Regions from separate parts of the Mus musculus genome. Here region 1 is linked to region 2. The links are chromatin contacts, called in public HiChIP or PLAC-seq maps. All regions are on one chromosome and are shown on one strand. Each heading gives the region's core, a stretch centred on a gene start, on an enhancer-like site or on the middle of the called end of the contact. The rest is flanking DNA. Distances are from core to core; before and after follow the strand shown.

What was found. HiChIP or PLAC-seq counts read pairs in DNA pulled down with a chosen protein or histone mark.
Region 1: a FOXA1 HiChIP or PLAC-seq map of pancreatic cancer cells shows a contact between it and region 2. The contact joins the promoter of Imp3 here to the enhancer-like site in region 2. A contact is called at or near these places in 4 of 39 promoter capture datasets (the C10 cell line, cranial neural crest and pre-B cells), 3 of 484 Hi-C or Micro-C datasets (Sertoli cells, embryonic stem cells and pre-B cells) and 13 of 115 datasets of contacts at active chromatin or transcription factors (the SCID.adh cell line, bone marrow-derived macrophages, embryonic forebrain and 7 more).

Annotation. Positions count from the first base shown.
Region 1 is chr9:56,932,835-56,939,935 of GRCm38.p6, forward strand. Imp3 (IMP3, U3 small nucleolar ribonucleoprotein) reads left to right here and starts at 4,666. Exons shown (of 1, transcript NM_133976.2): 1 at 4,666-5,564. The coding sequence starts at 4,673. The coding sequence ends at 5,227. It also overlaps the pseudogene Gm19936.
Region 2 is chr9:57,415,539-57,422,381 of GRCm38.p6, forward strand. Ppcdc (phosphopantothenoylcysteine decarboxylase) reads right to left here. Exons shown (of 7, transcript NM_176831.5): 4 at 5,588-5,683; 5 at 4,625-4,753. Among named protein-coding and RNA genes, the nearest start is that of Ppcdc, 21 kb to the right of the region's middle. Within about 2 kb of position 1,958, at least 30 of the 459 cell types and tissues checked have an H3K27ac peak or open chromatin away from gene starts, as enhancers often do. A contact at or near this core is called in the SCID.adh cell line, bone marrow-derived macrophages and pancreatic cancer cells, where this site is marked.

The sequences.
Region 1 (7,101 bases), core at 3,416-5,915, 480 kb before region 2:
AGTTAGAATTTCCAGTAGACCACTCTCCTACTTTAGCAGCTGCTTGGAGGCCCTATTCCTCTGAAGACTATCTTGGGTTTCTTGGGAACCAACTTCATTCTGACCTCATGAGATGTGTTGGGAATATAACATTCTTGTTTAAAATATGAATGTCACCAACATCTCAAATAACCCTCAACTTTCTTGCCATTCCTTTGATAACATCATTAATAGGAGGCAGGGTGGCTGGAGGAGAGGTGCTTGGTATGGTTCCTGTTGAGTGTTCGATTCCCTCATACCTCACCAGACAACGGACTGGTGGTTTGAGGTCTGTGGTTGAAGAAACATTTGATTCTGTAGGATATTCTGTGGTTGACTCCTCAGTAAATGGGACCAGCGTTAAAACCACACTTTCTTTATCCAATTCTTCCTCAGATTGGTTCTTGTTGTAAGTCTCCTGGTATGACATTTTCAGGCAGGCTTGGGAGAAGACAAAAGCACTCTATTTTTTTTTTTTAAAACATTGCAAATTAATTCAGAGATCCGAATGCCTTTAAAAGCACAGACAATAAGATACCTGGATGGGATCCTGTTCTGAGATTCCCTTGTCACCATGCCTGGGCCTGGACCTAAACTTGCTCTGTTCTAGGCTAGTTTTGAACTCAAGAATCTACCTGCCTTTGTAAGCATGAACAACAATAAACTTATCTGGATGGGATCTTGCCCACAATCACAATCTATCTCTTTATCACCTTCCTTAGTGTCTTTCTGACAAGCTGGCTCAAGTTCACTGCCTCTGTTCTTTTAGGTTCTTGAAACCTCTTGTTCAATTCATAGTGCATCCTTATATTTTGCATAATTGAGAAATTATGTATTTTTGAACTCATGTTTTCAGAGTTCTTTCCCTTAGGCTTAAGGGCTGTCCCAAAGGTCACAGTGTTTACACTTTTTGCTAAGGAGATAGGCATACCCTTGCCTCCTGGACTCTGATTGTTTCAGAGTCATTAACCTTGGCAGAAAGGATCTTCCCCAATAACCTAGTCAGGAAGAATATTTCCAGAAGGAGAAACATGAAGATATATGTGTGTGTATATATACACATACACACACATATATATGTATATATATATACATATATATACATCACTCTGTCCCTTCCATGGATCACACAGCACTCAACATCCTCCTTACATCCTGAGATTACAGGTGGACCACCGCACTCCCCAGCATTTACATGGGTGCAATGGAATCTGAACTCTGGTCCTGAAGATTGAGCCACAAAGCACTTGACTTGTCAAACAAGCTTTCTAGCTGTTTTTTTTTTTTTTTCTTACTTTTATTTTTTGACATAGGTCTCACTATGCAGCAGTTGGCTGTTTTGGAACTTGCTACATAGACAAGGCTGGCCTCAAACTCAGAGACCCTCCTGCCTCGACCTCCCAAGTGGCAGTGTTAAGGGCATATACTACTATGTTGGATCGTTTCTTCCCTTTAATTGGAACATGTTCACTTTCCTATGAAGACCCTGATTCATACATAAGAGACAACATCCATCTCTTACCCAAGCAGGAGATGGAGTTACGTTGTTTAGGAATGAGCAAAGAAGCCACACTAAGTAGCAGTACAAGGACATACTATTGCTATGACTTTAGTAACACAGAAAGCAATAATGAGGGCCTGTGGTAGGACATAGGTAATAGGCTGGGCTAAGTAAACCTGGGAAATATTTTTGTGGAGCAGACTAGACTAGAATGATGATCACATATCTGAAAATATTTTCTCAGAAGCTGGGCATGATGGTGTATGCCTGTAATCCCAGAATTTGGGAGGCTGAGGCAACATCTCATCAGTAGAAATAAAACGATTGGGCTTAGCCGGGCGTGGTGGTGCACGCCTTTAATCCCAGCACTTGGGAGGCAGAGGCAGGTGGATTTCTGAGTTCGAGGCCAGCCTGGTCTACAAAGTGAGTTCCAGGACAGCCAGGACTATATAGAGAAACCCTGTCTCGAAAAACAAAAACAAAATAACAAAAAACAAACAAACAAACAAACAAACAAAAACAATCAGGCTTATTGCAATGTGTCTTTAAACCCAGCACTCTGGAGGTAGAAGCAGGTAGTTCTCTGTAAGTTTGAGGCCAGCCTGGACTACAGATTGAATTCAAGGCCACACAGGACTATGTAGTGAGACCCTGTCTCAAAAGAAACAAACAGGAGTTAAGATGACAGAGACCAGCATGAGGCATAGGGAGGGGGGAGTGAGCAGGTCAGTCCAGTTGGCCTAATCGCCTCTCAGTTTCAGTCACACAGGTTATAGATAATACCTGTAACCTTTAGGCAGAGGTGTTGCTTAGAAGATAACAGAAACATAAAGCAGAACTCTTCTGGTTTTTAGAAAGCTAATTTTACTGGTTCTTTGTGAATTTCACATCATGCACCACTCATCTCCTTGTCCTTTTGTCTTTACCCTTTGCCCTTGCAACCTCCCCCAAAAGGAAACAAAAAACCAAACCAAACAAACAAATCTCACCAAGGAAGCTTCAGTGTGTCATGGTGCTACCTGTTTTCCACACATTTTTTTTACTTGCTAATGTTCATTGTAATTCTTCATTGGTCTGGTAGGAGGCCTCTGGCTTCAGCTACACCTGAGAACTGACTCCTCTCAGACATACTGTTGTTGCCATCTGTCTTAGTTAGGCCTTTACTGTGGTCAGTCACTATGACCAAGGTACCCTTTATAAAGGACCACATTTAATATGAGCTGGTTTACTGGTTCTGAAGTTCGGTCCATCATCATCACAGAAACATAACAGCATCCAGGCAGGCATGGCGACAGAGGAGCTGAGAGTTCTACATCTTGTTCAGAAAGCAAATAAAAGAGGACTGGCTTCCAGGCAGCTAGGAGGAGGATCTCTCAAAGCCCACCCCCCACAGAGACACACTTCCTCCAACAAAGCCACACCTCCTAATAGTGCCACTTCCTGGGCCAAGCATATTCAAACCACCACACCAGGTGCCATGGAGATACTGCAGCTTTGGATCTGCAGGACCAACCCCTTCACATGCTCCTGAAGTTCATAGCTTGCTTTTCAACGTGATAATCTCAGCAAATCATCTTTTGGGGTAGATGAGGAAGCGACACATAGAAAGCATGCATTGTGGGCTGTAGAAGTGACAATACAATATATCCTGCCAGCCTCACTTACAGCAATAGAGAGTAGAGAGACACACCTTCATAACTGATATGGTTTGTGTGTCAGGAGGTTACCCCAACAGGTAGGGGCTCAGTAGAAATTCTTCTGGCCTTCGTTCTGCTTCTGTGATTTCAGACAGGAATTGTTTACCAGACTGTTCACCTCTTACAGATGAAGGTTAGGACTCCTACTTACACTCTGAATTTCTCATCATTGATGGGTACCATCAGTCACTGAGGATTGCAGAAACAATCTCCAGACATACCTGAGTAACACTTTAACTCCAGCACTTGGAGGCAGAGGTAAATGGATCTCTTTGAGTTTAAGGACAGCCTGGTCTATATAAAAATTACCAGGACAGATAGTACTAGAGACATTCTGTCTCAAAAAATAAAATAAAGTAAGACAGCCATGGTGGCACATGCTCACTCATAATCTCATCCTTTTGGATTGAATCTGGTTATATTGTGGTGAATTCATGGCTGACCTGGGCTACCTAAGGAAACTGTGTCAAAAAAATAAGAGGCAGGAATGCTTCCAATCCTGATTGTTTGGTACTACTGCCAGTCCAGTGACAGATCTCATGCTGGCCAGGATGGGACTATTTGTCAACTCTGGGGACCACTGGAACTGAGACATTTGCAGAGTTCTAATCACGTTTTTTGACAGAGATAATCCTCTTATTTATTTATTAGCATTCCACTCTTCTAAAGTTGTGTATGCTTTAAAAAAAAAAGATTTGTTTTATGTGTATCAGTGCTCTTAGCTGCATGTACATGTGCATGTCAGAAAAGAGCATCAGATCACATTATAGATGGTTGTGAACCACTATGTGGGCGATGGGACTTGAACTCATGACCTCCGGAAGAGCAGCCGTGCTGTTAACTGCTAAGCCATCTTTCCAGAGTTGGAGAGATAGCTCAGCCATTAAATAATAGGCTCACAACCAAAACTATGAGACAACTCTTTTAAAGGCAGTAACCTCTCTCTCTGGAAACTGACATCTACAGCTATTGACGGAGCAGACTCTCTTCAGTCACCAAAGACAGAACTCTGAGAGTAAACTAGGTGCTGCCAAGATGGCTCAGCGGTTAAGAGCACTTGACTGCTCTTCCAAAGGTCCAGAGTTCAATTCCCAGGAAAACCACAAACAGGGGATCTGAAGCTCTCTTCCGGTATGAAGACAGAGCAATCATATACACAAAATACGTAAATGAATAAATATTTAAAAACAAAACACAACACTGGACTAGACTAGTTGCATACGCACTGCATGCAAGGAAAAGTGTATTCGCAGGACACGGCTCTCCTTCCGCAATTCTTTCTCCCCCGCTCCCCTTTCAAAACAGGAAGTTCCAGAGTTGGACGAATGAAAAACCGGGGGCGTGTCTTTAACCAATCTTTTGATTGGTCCAGTGATCTAGAGGCGGGGTCTTTCTACGTCGAGGCGGAAATTACGCTAGATTTTCAACGTATTCCCTTTCTCCCGCATTCTCCATCATGGTGCGGAAGCTTAAGTTCCACGAGCAGAAGCTGCTGAAACAGGTGGACTTCCTAAACTGGGAAGTCACCGACCACAACCTCCACGAACTGCGTGTGCTGCGGCGGTACCGGCTGCAGCGGCGCGAGGAGTACACGCGCTACAACCAGCTGAGCCGAGCGGTGCGCGAGCTGGCGCGGCGCCTGCGCGACCTGCCGGAACGCGACCCATTCCGCGTGCGCGCCTCGGCGGCGCTGTTGGACAAGCTGTACGCTATGGGCCTGGTGCCCACGCGCGGCTCACTGGAACTCTGCGACTCCGTCTCGGCCTCGTCCTTCTGCCGCCGCCGCTTGCCTACTTTGCTCCTCAAGCTACGCATGGCGCAGCATCTCCAAGCTGCTGTGGCTTTTGTGGAGCAGGGTCATGTCCGCGTGGGCCCAGACGTGGTCACTGATCCCGCCTTTCTCGTCACTCGCAGCATGGAGGACTTTGTCACCTGGGTGGACTCATCCAAGATCAAGCGGCACGTGTTGGAGTACAATGAGGAGCGCGATGACTTTGATCTAGATGCCTAGCGAGTCTTCTTGTCCTGGCTTCTCAGCTACAGGTCACTGAACCGGGGATGGGGAGGATTGCCCCGGTGTACTGGGAATTTTTCCTAGAATTTGGACTGACAATTAAGTGACTGTGTCTTGAGAGACAGTGGGAAGCAGTTTTGTACCGCACTGGGGATTGCTAGCTTCTTGTGCCTTAAACTTTGTGGTGTAGAAGCAGGAATGTTACCTCTTCCCCTTTGCTTTCATCTTGAAATAGGACCGTCTGGATGGAGAGTTTGAGTTCAGTATATTTATATCGTTTAAAGAAACCCTTTCCTAATGCCAATAAATGTCCCACCGACGTTGTTTAAGTGCACATTTTTGTCTGGTCGTTCTTCTTACCTAGGGTCCTACATAGCCATATCTATTATCTTGCTAGCTGAAGAGCCTAAGGGCAGGAAAAGGGTTGAAGGCGTGAGGCTTTGGAGCCTCACGTGGAGGTTGCAGGATGTTGTACAAGCTGGGCAGATTTGTCACTTAACCAGTCCTTTTCTCGGAATGAATGTTTTGGCAGAGCTTTTATCCACAAGACTTCCTGTTGATATTCCAGCCCCAGGAAATACCATATTAAAGTCCTGGAGTGTTTGCTTGCCTAAGGAAATGATCGCCCTGTAGTTTGGCCAGCTAGTGGTTAGAAGGGACCCAGGAGGTTCCTGAAAACAGATGTTCTTCAAGGTCCTGGCTTCAGAGTTAAGGACACCCCCCCCCCCAAAAAAAAAAAACAAGCAAAAGGGCGAGGTAGTGCTGGCACAGCCTTTAATCCCAGCAGTTAGGAGGTTAAGGCAGGCAGATCTTTGAGTTCCAGGCCAGCCTGGTCGACATGAGGACAACCAGGGCTATGCAGAGAAATTTAGGACTTTAAAAAAAAAAAAAAAAAAAACGCAGCAGAAGCAAAAGGAAAACCATAAAGCAATAGAACTGGTAAATAGAGCACCAAGTTTTATCCCAGACCAAATACAAAATAGAATTCAGAGTCTGGCAGATTAAGGTATTTGTGTAGGGGTTATTTTTCTTCTCTCTCTCTCTCTCTCTCTCTCTCTCTCTCTCTCTCTCTCTCTTTTGAGACCGGTTTTGATTTGAAGCTCAAGCTGGTCTGGAACTAGAAGTGATCCTCCTGTCTCAGCCTCTCCAGTGCTAATATTACAGTGTGCACTGATGAGGCTCAGATTTTATGTGCTTCCTCTTCCTTGCTAGTGAGCCAGGCAAGATAGCTCAATGGGGAGAGAGGCACTTGCTGCTCAGGCTGACAGTGTGAATTTAGTTTTGGAACCCACATGGTGGAAGGAGAGAGCCGACCCTTCCACATGCATGGTACGTCATTTACATTCATACAAACAAAATTTTTTAAAAAGTAAAACTAGGGTTGGAGAGATGGCTCAGTGGTTAAAAGCACCGATTGTTCTTCCAAAGGTCCTGAGTTCAAATCCCAGCAACCACATGGTGGCTCACAACCATTTGTAATGAGATCTGATGTCCTCTTCTGGTACATCTGAAGACAGCTACAGTGTACTTAGATATAATAAATAAATCTTAAAAAAAAAAAAAGTAAAACTAGGGAAGGTAACATGAAATGATTCCAAATATTAGACACAGGTTTACATGGGTAATATATACCCTCCCAACAAACCCATTTAAATGAGTAGATCAGTTACTCTGCACTTTTCAGGTGAGAAAGGAAGATAAGTCAGTATTTGATTGCTTGATAAATGAATTAAGAGTTTTAAGAGTGCTAATGCACAGCCAGTCCTTAAAAGATATGTTGGAGTGTCAGCCTCCAGGTCAGTAGCAACACTAGGCAGTGATTGGTTTCAGCAGGATGCTATAGAAGAAGTTAGTCAGAGCTGGTGTATTAT
Region 2 (6,843 bases), core at 708-3,207:
GTATACAATGACCCTGCCCAACAGCCTAAGTCTCCACACAGGCTCACAACTGAAGGACAGAGAAGCAATCCCAGGGGGACAGGAGGCCAGCTTCACTATTCACTGGAAAGCTAGGAACCAGACTGTTCACGCTCTACTCAGCAACAGTTCTACTTCTGGGTAGCAACAGTTCTACAACTAAACTCTGAGAATGAAAACATCCAGCACACTGTACCCTTCGTCATCCATTATCTCAAGAACCCTTACTGTAGCCCTATAAGGAAGGTATTGTCCCTTGTTCAGAGATGGGCAAGCTGCAGCTCCCTGAGAGATAAACAGTTGTCCAAGGTCACACAGATACAAACAGCGACCTATACAGCCATCCTTTTGACTGGGCAGCCTCACCATCTCCCAAAGCCAGACCATACCACCAGGTCACACACCAGAGCAGACCAGTTCAGACCTTCCCTCCCTGATTATTTCCAACTCAGAGTCTTGAGATTTTGAATTCTGAAGTCATGCAAGCTTGATATCAAACCATGGTTGAATGCTAGGTATGGTGACATGCGCCTGTAATATCAGCCCTCTGGAGCCTGAGACAAGAGAATCTCAAGTTCAGGGTCAGACTGGAATACATACCAGGACCCTGTCATTTTTATTTTATTTTATGAAAAATCTTGGGGCTGGCGAGATGGCTCAGCTGGTAAGAGCACTGACTGCTCTTCCAAAGGTCCGGAGTTCAATTCCCATCAACCACACAGTGGCTCACAACCACCCATAATGAGATCTGACGCCCTCTTCTGGTGCGACTGAAGTCAGCTACAGTGTACTTATCTATAATAATAAAGAAATCTTTGGGCTGGAGCGAGCAGGGACCGAGCCTGCCAAGGAACTACCCAAGCCAAGAAGGGCCAACCGGAGCAGGGTAGCCCAGAGTGAGCAGAGGTCCTAAAAATTCAATCCCAACAATCACACGAAGGCTCACAACCATCTGTACAGCTAGCTATAGTGTACCCACATACAATAAAACAAACAAATAAATGAAAATCATTTTAAAAAGAAAGGAAAAAGTTGGGCACTGTAGCATACTCCTTTGATCCTAGCCCTAGGGAGGCAGAGGCATACACAGCTCTCCCAGTTTGAAGCCAGCCTGGTTTACATAGCAACTTCTAGGCCACCAAAGGCTACATAGATCCTGTTTCAAAATAAAATAAAATAATTTTTTAATTAAAAAGACTGTGAATGTTTTTAATGGTGGTGTGGTATAGTAGTAGTTTTTTGAGGCACAATCTCACGTAGCCCAGGTTGGCCTCTGAACTGACAATGTGACAGAAGACCTTCTACTCTTGGTCCCCTGCTTTCCTAAGAGCTGATGTCAGCGGTGGGTACCCCCAGGTCCCAGCAAAAATGCAAAAGCTTTCAACATTCTCAGCTGAGAGCCTGGTACTAAGTACGGGTCCCACAGCTAGGGTTCCTGCATTACCCCAGGCCCAGGCTTGGGAGGCCACAGACTGCTCCTGAAGAAACGGGTTTCCTGTGCTCTGACTTCAGCAGCCACCTCCTCCTGAGAGCTCCCGGGGATACAGCAACTATGACACCCCTGCTCAGAAAGAGTCCCGAGTCCCGAGTGCCCCTGCCCCCTCCTGGGACAGCAAACAGTCTGGAATCTGGTTGCTTGCCTCGTCCCAGGCATCAACATTGGTCTCCCACCAGCTCCTCTCAAGAAGACAAGCTGGCTGTGGGTGGACACCTTCAGTCACATTTCTTCTTGGCTCTGTGCTACCTGCTGCTTTGACAGAGTCATAAGCAAACCTAGAAAGGACCCTTGATGAGTGGTGTAGGAACGGGGTGGGGCTGGGCTCTAAGAACCCTCAAAACAGAGCATGCTGACCACAGCAAACTCCAACCTGTCTGCCCTCGGCAGGGCTACTTCCCAACTGTCTGACTCGCAGCTCAGTGTTTCCTGGACAAACCACAGCTCCTCTGAAGCAACTAGCAGTAGGAAGGGAAGAGGACACTGCCGCTCCAGCCAAGTGGCTGGCAGCATGCTGGGTGCCTCAGCCTTGGCCCTGGGAATCTGCTCAGGCATGGCAGACGGCTGGATCCCAGTCCAGAGACTAGCGTCAGACTGGCAACCTGGGGCATCGACTCCTCTTTCTGGACCTGACAACTTAGCACAGAAGCCAGGCCAGAACAGACGGAGACAGCCATCCCCAGGCATAGGGCCTGGAGAGCAGGACTGAGAACATCTAGCAGGCTCCTCTCCAGCATCCTTCCAATGCTGGAGACAACTGCCTGCAAAGAGGGAGCAGGCTGAGCATCCTTCAGGTCTCTAAGAAGATACTGAGGAGGAGGTGGCCACACCACCTAGAGTGCCAACAGCTCAAACCGTAACACCAGGGATTGTGTCAGACATCTGTCTTCAAGGGAAACTGAGGCAAATGCTTAGTTTGGGGAACATGTTCCACTGTCCAGCCAATTCTGAAGAAGAAAACCTCAAAAACAGAGGTGTAGCAAGCAGCCTGGAAGAAAAAAAAGCCAGGCCCTCAGGCCATGCCTGCAATCCCACCTGGGGAAGGAAGAGAGAGGGGATCAGGATTTCCAGGCCAGTTGGTCTACATGACATTATATTTGTTTTACATGTCTTGACCACATATATGTCTGTGTATCACAAGTGTGCCTGGTGCCCACCAAGGCCAAAAGAAGATGCCAGATCTCGAGACTGATGTTACAGACAGTTGTGAACCTCCACGTGGGTACTAGGAATCAAACCCCAGTCCTCTGAAAGAGCACCCAGTGCTCTTAACCTCTGAGCCATCTCTCCAACTCAGCTCAAGACTGTTTCTAATGGGGGAGGAGCAGCGCATATAACAGCAATAACAATAACATCAACAACAAGGGGGGTGGCCTGCATCTTCAGAGGGAAGGAGGAAGCCTAAGAAAGTGGCTGGGGTTCAGCTCTGAGGTTGGAGTGTTTTATCACATCAGCTGCTGCTAACCTCCCAATGGGAGCGCAGCAGGGTGCACGGCTGAGTACCCCCTCTCCAGTTTCTACTAGGCAGTGACAACCATGCTATACCCAGCTCTGCTTCCCTGTCCTTCCCAGTCTGCTCCTGGCCACAGCATCAGGGAGGGTGTTCCTCCCATCCTATATTCTTAGTCTAACAATGCTTGGGTCACCAGCAGCTTCCCAGAAGAGCGCCTCATAAGCAAATAAGGATACTAGTGTCCGCCTTTCTTTTACACACCATCCTGGGAAATGAGTGAGCCTGGGGTTTCCCACTCACTACACAAGCACTCTGCCACAAGCACTCTGCTCCAGCCCTCTTTACTTTCTTTAGAGATTCATTCTGTAGCCCACCAGGCCTTGAGATTTTGATCCTCCTGCCTCAGCCTCTCAAGTTGCCAGGATTACAGGCTTATGCCACAGGGCCCAGATGAAGGGCCCCCATCATATGTGATATCCTAAAGTTCTTGATGCATCTTCAATATTTATTTCTTCAGCATTTTCAACTCTAAAACTGAGCTGAGTAACACACACCAGTAATGCCAGCATTCAGAAGGCAGAGGCAGGAGGACTGCCAAAAGTCTGACACAAGCCTACACACAAGCACACACAAACACAAACATAAATTCAAAAACAAAAAATATTTATGAGAGAGAATTACTTCCTACCACATACAAGCAGTATTATTAAAGGTCTACTTAGTGCCTAGCACCAAGCAGGCTCCAAAGACTAATGGGCTCACCTGAGCCTACAGTGCTCAGCATGGAAATTTCCCCTGTCTGCATGGTGATCACAACCCTCTCTCCAGAGCCAGCACTCCCCGTGTCCCCAGTAGAAGTCTCCAGAACATGAGAGGTGAAAGGTCAAGAAACAGAGGGAGAGGTGACCAAAGACCTTCCCAGGATTATCACAGAAACGAAGACAGATGCTCTTGAAGGGAGCAGCTCCCAGGAGGTCTCAGAGGCCTAAGCCAATCTGGCAATCACTTCTCACCCAGTTTTCCCCTCTCGTTCTCCCCAAGCTTTCCCTGATAATGTGAAAACTGGGTCTTAGCTTTGGGGTGTTTCTAGATGCCGGTGGGAAGGAGGACCTGACGGGGAAGCAGTAAAGGCAGGGAATTCAATGGAGGTGCATGCAGAGGGAGACCTGTGAGGAAGGATGATGGAAGAGCAGAGGGCTGAGGGCGGGGCGCCTGGCTGACCACTGTGGGCAGGAGAAGGTAGACACGCCCAGATACCAGCAGCAAGGCCAGATGGTCCACTGGACCCAGATTTTCAACCTTCTTGCTAAAGAGACAGGAGCAGAGGGGGCTCAACAGACCTGCACCCATAATAACAGGGGCGCTGCTCGATAGACCTGCATCTCACAGTGACAGGGGGGCTGCTCAATAGACCTGCATCCTATAGTAACAGGGGAGCTACTCGATAGACCCGAATCTCATGGTGACGGGGGTGGGGGCTGCTCGATAGACCTGCATCTCATAGTGACAGGGAGGCTGCTCGACAACCTGTACCCATAGTGACAGGGGGGATGCTCGACAACCTGCTCCCATAGTAACAGACTTCCTTGTACAGTGAAACCTGCAGTTCAGCAGACTGGGAACAAGGCTGGAGAGAACAGACACCAGGAATCACTCACAAGCAAATTGTCACAGATGCCACTGGCCACCTTCCCCAGAGTGTTGGCATCGAGGGGAGCCACTAGCATGAGGTCAGCCCACCTCCGCAGGTCAATGTGGAGAACCGGGTCAGAACGGCGCTTCCACATCTGCCAGAGAAAAGAAATGGGGTCACCAATCCAGTCCCTCTCAGTATGTGCATGAGGAGGGGATGGTGGTCACATACACAGGCTGGGTACAGTGAGCTAAAAAGCCAAGGAAACCAGCTCCATTTCCCTCGGACTTCCACCTAGCCCCTCTCACAGCAAAGCTGGCGAGCACCGGCCACGGAGCCAGCAGCTTGACAGAAAGCAGGCCTGAGGAAACAAACGCTCCTTGTCTCTCTCAGCGTATTCCCTTTATGGTTTGGTTTTCAGGAGAACTGACATCTGGCAGGGAACTCCTGGCCTGTCTGCTTGAGGCGGATGCTTGGGTTGTCCAAGCCAGTAGAAGAACTCTGGGGCGGTGAGAAATGGAGAGGGAGGGGGAGGGGGAGAAGGGCAGCCCAGCCAGAAATGTTTTAAACGTCCTGGCAGGACAGCCCTATGAGGCCCACACTCCGTGCCTGGCAACTCCACTGGTGCCCACCCCACCGCAGGAGGGCAGAGGCACGGCCAGCGGCCGTGGGAAGTGAGGCACTCTGGATGCTGAGGGCCACGTGGATGGGGGTGGTGGGAACAGAGCGCCTCTGTGGTTTCATCAGCCCAGATAAGTACAAGGACACAACCCAGGGCACTGGGCCAAAGCTGAGCTCTGCCTAAGGAAGGCGGTACCACAGGCCTCCCGCAGGCCAGGAGCTAGACAGATGTTTTCCTCATCGCCTCTACCCAGATGGCCCTGACCACCGACTTGAGCCCAGGCTGTGTGCTCCAGCAGCCAGGGCCATAGGCTGCAGGGAAGACAGCTCTGTCCTGCTGGAAGAAAAGCAATGGGCCCACACTGACCTCCCATTCATCAGCGTCACTGTAGAGGGTGACGGGGACATCCTGAGGGCTGTAGAAATGTTTGGCTCTCTCTGTTGTTACCACTGTGACTTCCAGCTGTCACCAAGAAAGTGGAGAGAAGGGAGAAGAAATGGAAACATTACTAGACCTACAGGCGGAAAGGCCACATGAGGGCCAGTACAGGCAGAAGGCAGATGCTCTCCTCACAGCCTGGCGCTGACCAGGACTTCCCCTTAGCAATGAACCTCATGTTTACACAGCTACTTCCGCTGTCACTCAAAGGCCAGGCCCTGCCAGGTGCACACATCTCACTTCCCTGTTCAAGGGGCTGCTGAGAGATGAGTCACCTCCGGCCTCGGGTATATAACCAGCGGCTCTTGACTCTCTGCAGTTGAGGCCGGAGGCAGTGGCAGCAGAGAATGGAAGGGAACTCAAGCCTACTGTAGGCAGCGGGGGTGTGTGGGGGTGGGTGGGGGGGTGGGTGACCAAGGAGACTCACAGGGCCAAGTCGTGGGCCCTACGGTGCCACAATCCATGTTCCATTGAGACAGCAGAGTCCCCTCACCTACTTTCAGAAACAAGGTCTGGTGTGGGAAGGGGCCTCAGGCTGCAGACAGGCTCTGGGAAAATAAAATCTGTGCCCTCGTTGGGGAGAATGAGTGTCTTCACCCTGTCAATCACTGGAAAAGTATTGACGCAAATGAGGGGGCTGTTTAACCTGTGTTAAAGCACTGACTCAGGGAAGGACATTCATCAAGGAGGAAGGCCAGTCAAGGGTGACAGAAAGAATCATTTGACAGCCATGGCTGTGGGCAAAGGCCACAGTGTCTGACCATGGGCCGTCACGTAGCCTAGACAGCTGTAAGAAGTTTTAATGAATGTATAAATTGGAAGATCTCAGAAAGGAAATTCAGTATCCTGGCCGCTGGAGAAACCCTGACAGCTCCAATTCTGCTGCATCCACTTGGCTGCCTGATAAGAACTTGGTGATTCAGGTCGAGGGAGCCTCTCTGCACATAGCCAGGTCACCAGCCCTTCCCTTGGCTGTTTCTCCCCTACACAGAGTGGGGTGGGGTGGGGTGGGGGGACCATGCTCTGCACAGCTCTTTTTTTTTTTTTTTTAAAGATTTATTTATTTATTATATGTAAGTACACTGTAGCTGTCTTCAGACACACCAGAAGAGGGAGTCAGATATCGTTAGGGATGGTTGTGAGCCACCATGTGGTTGCTGGGATTTGAACTCAGGACCTTCGGA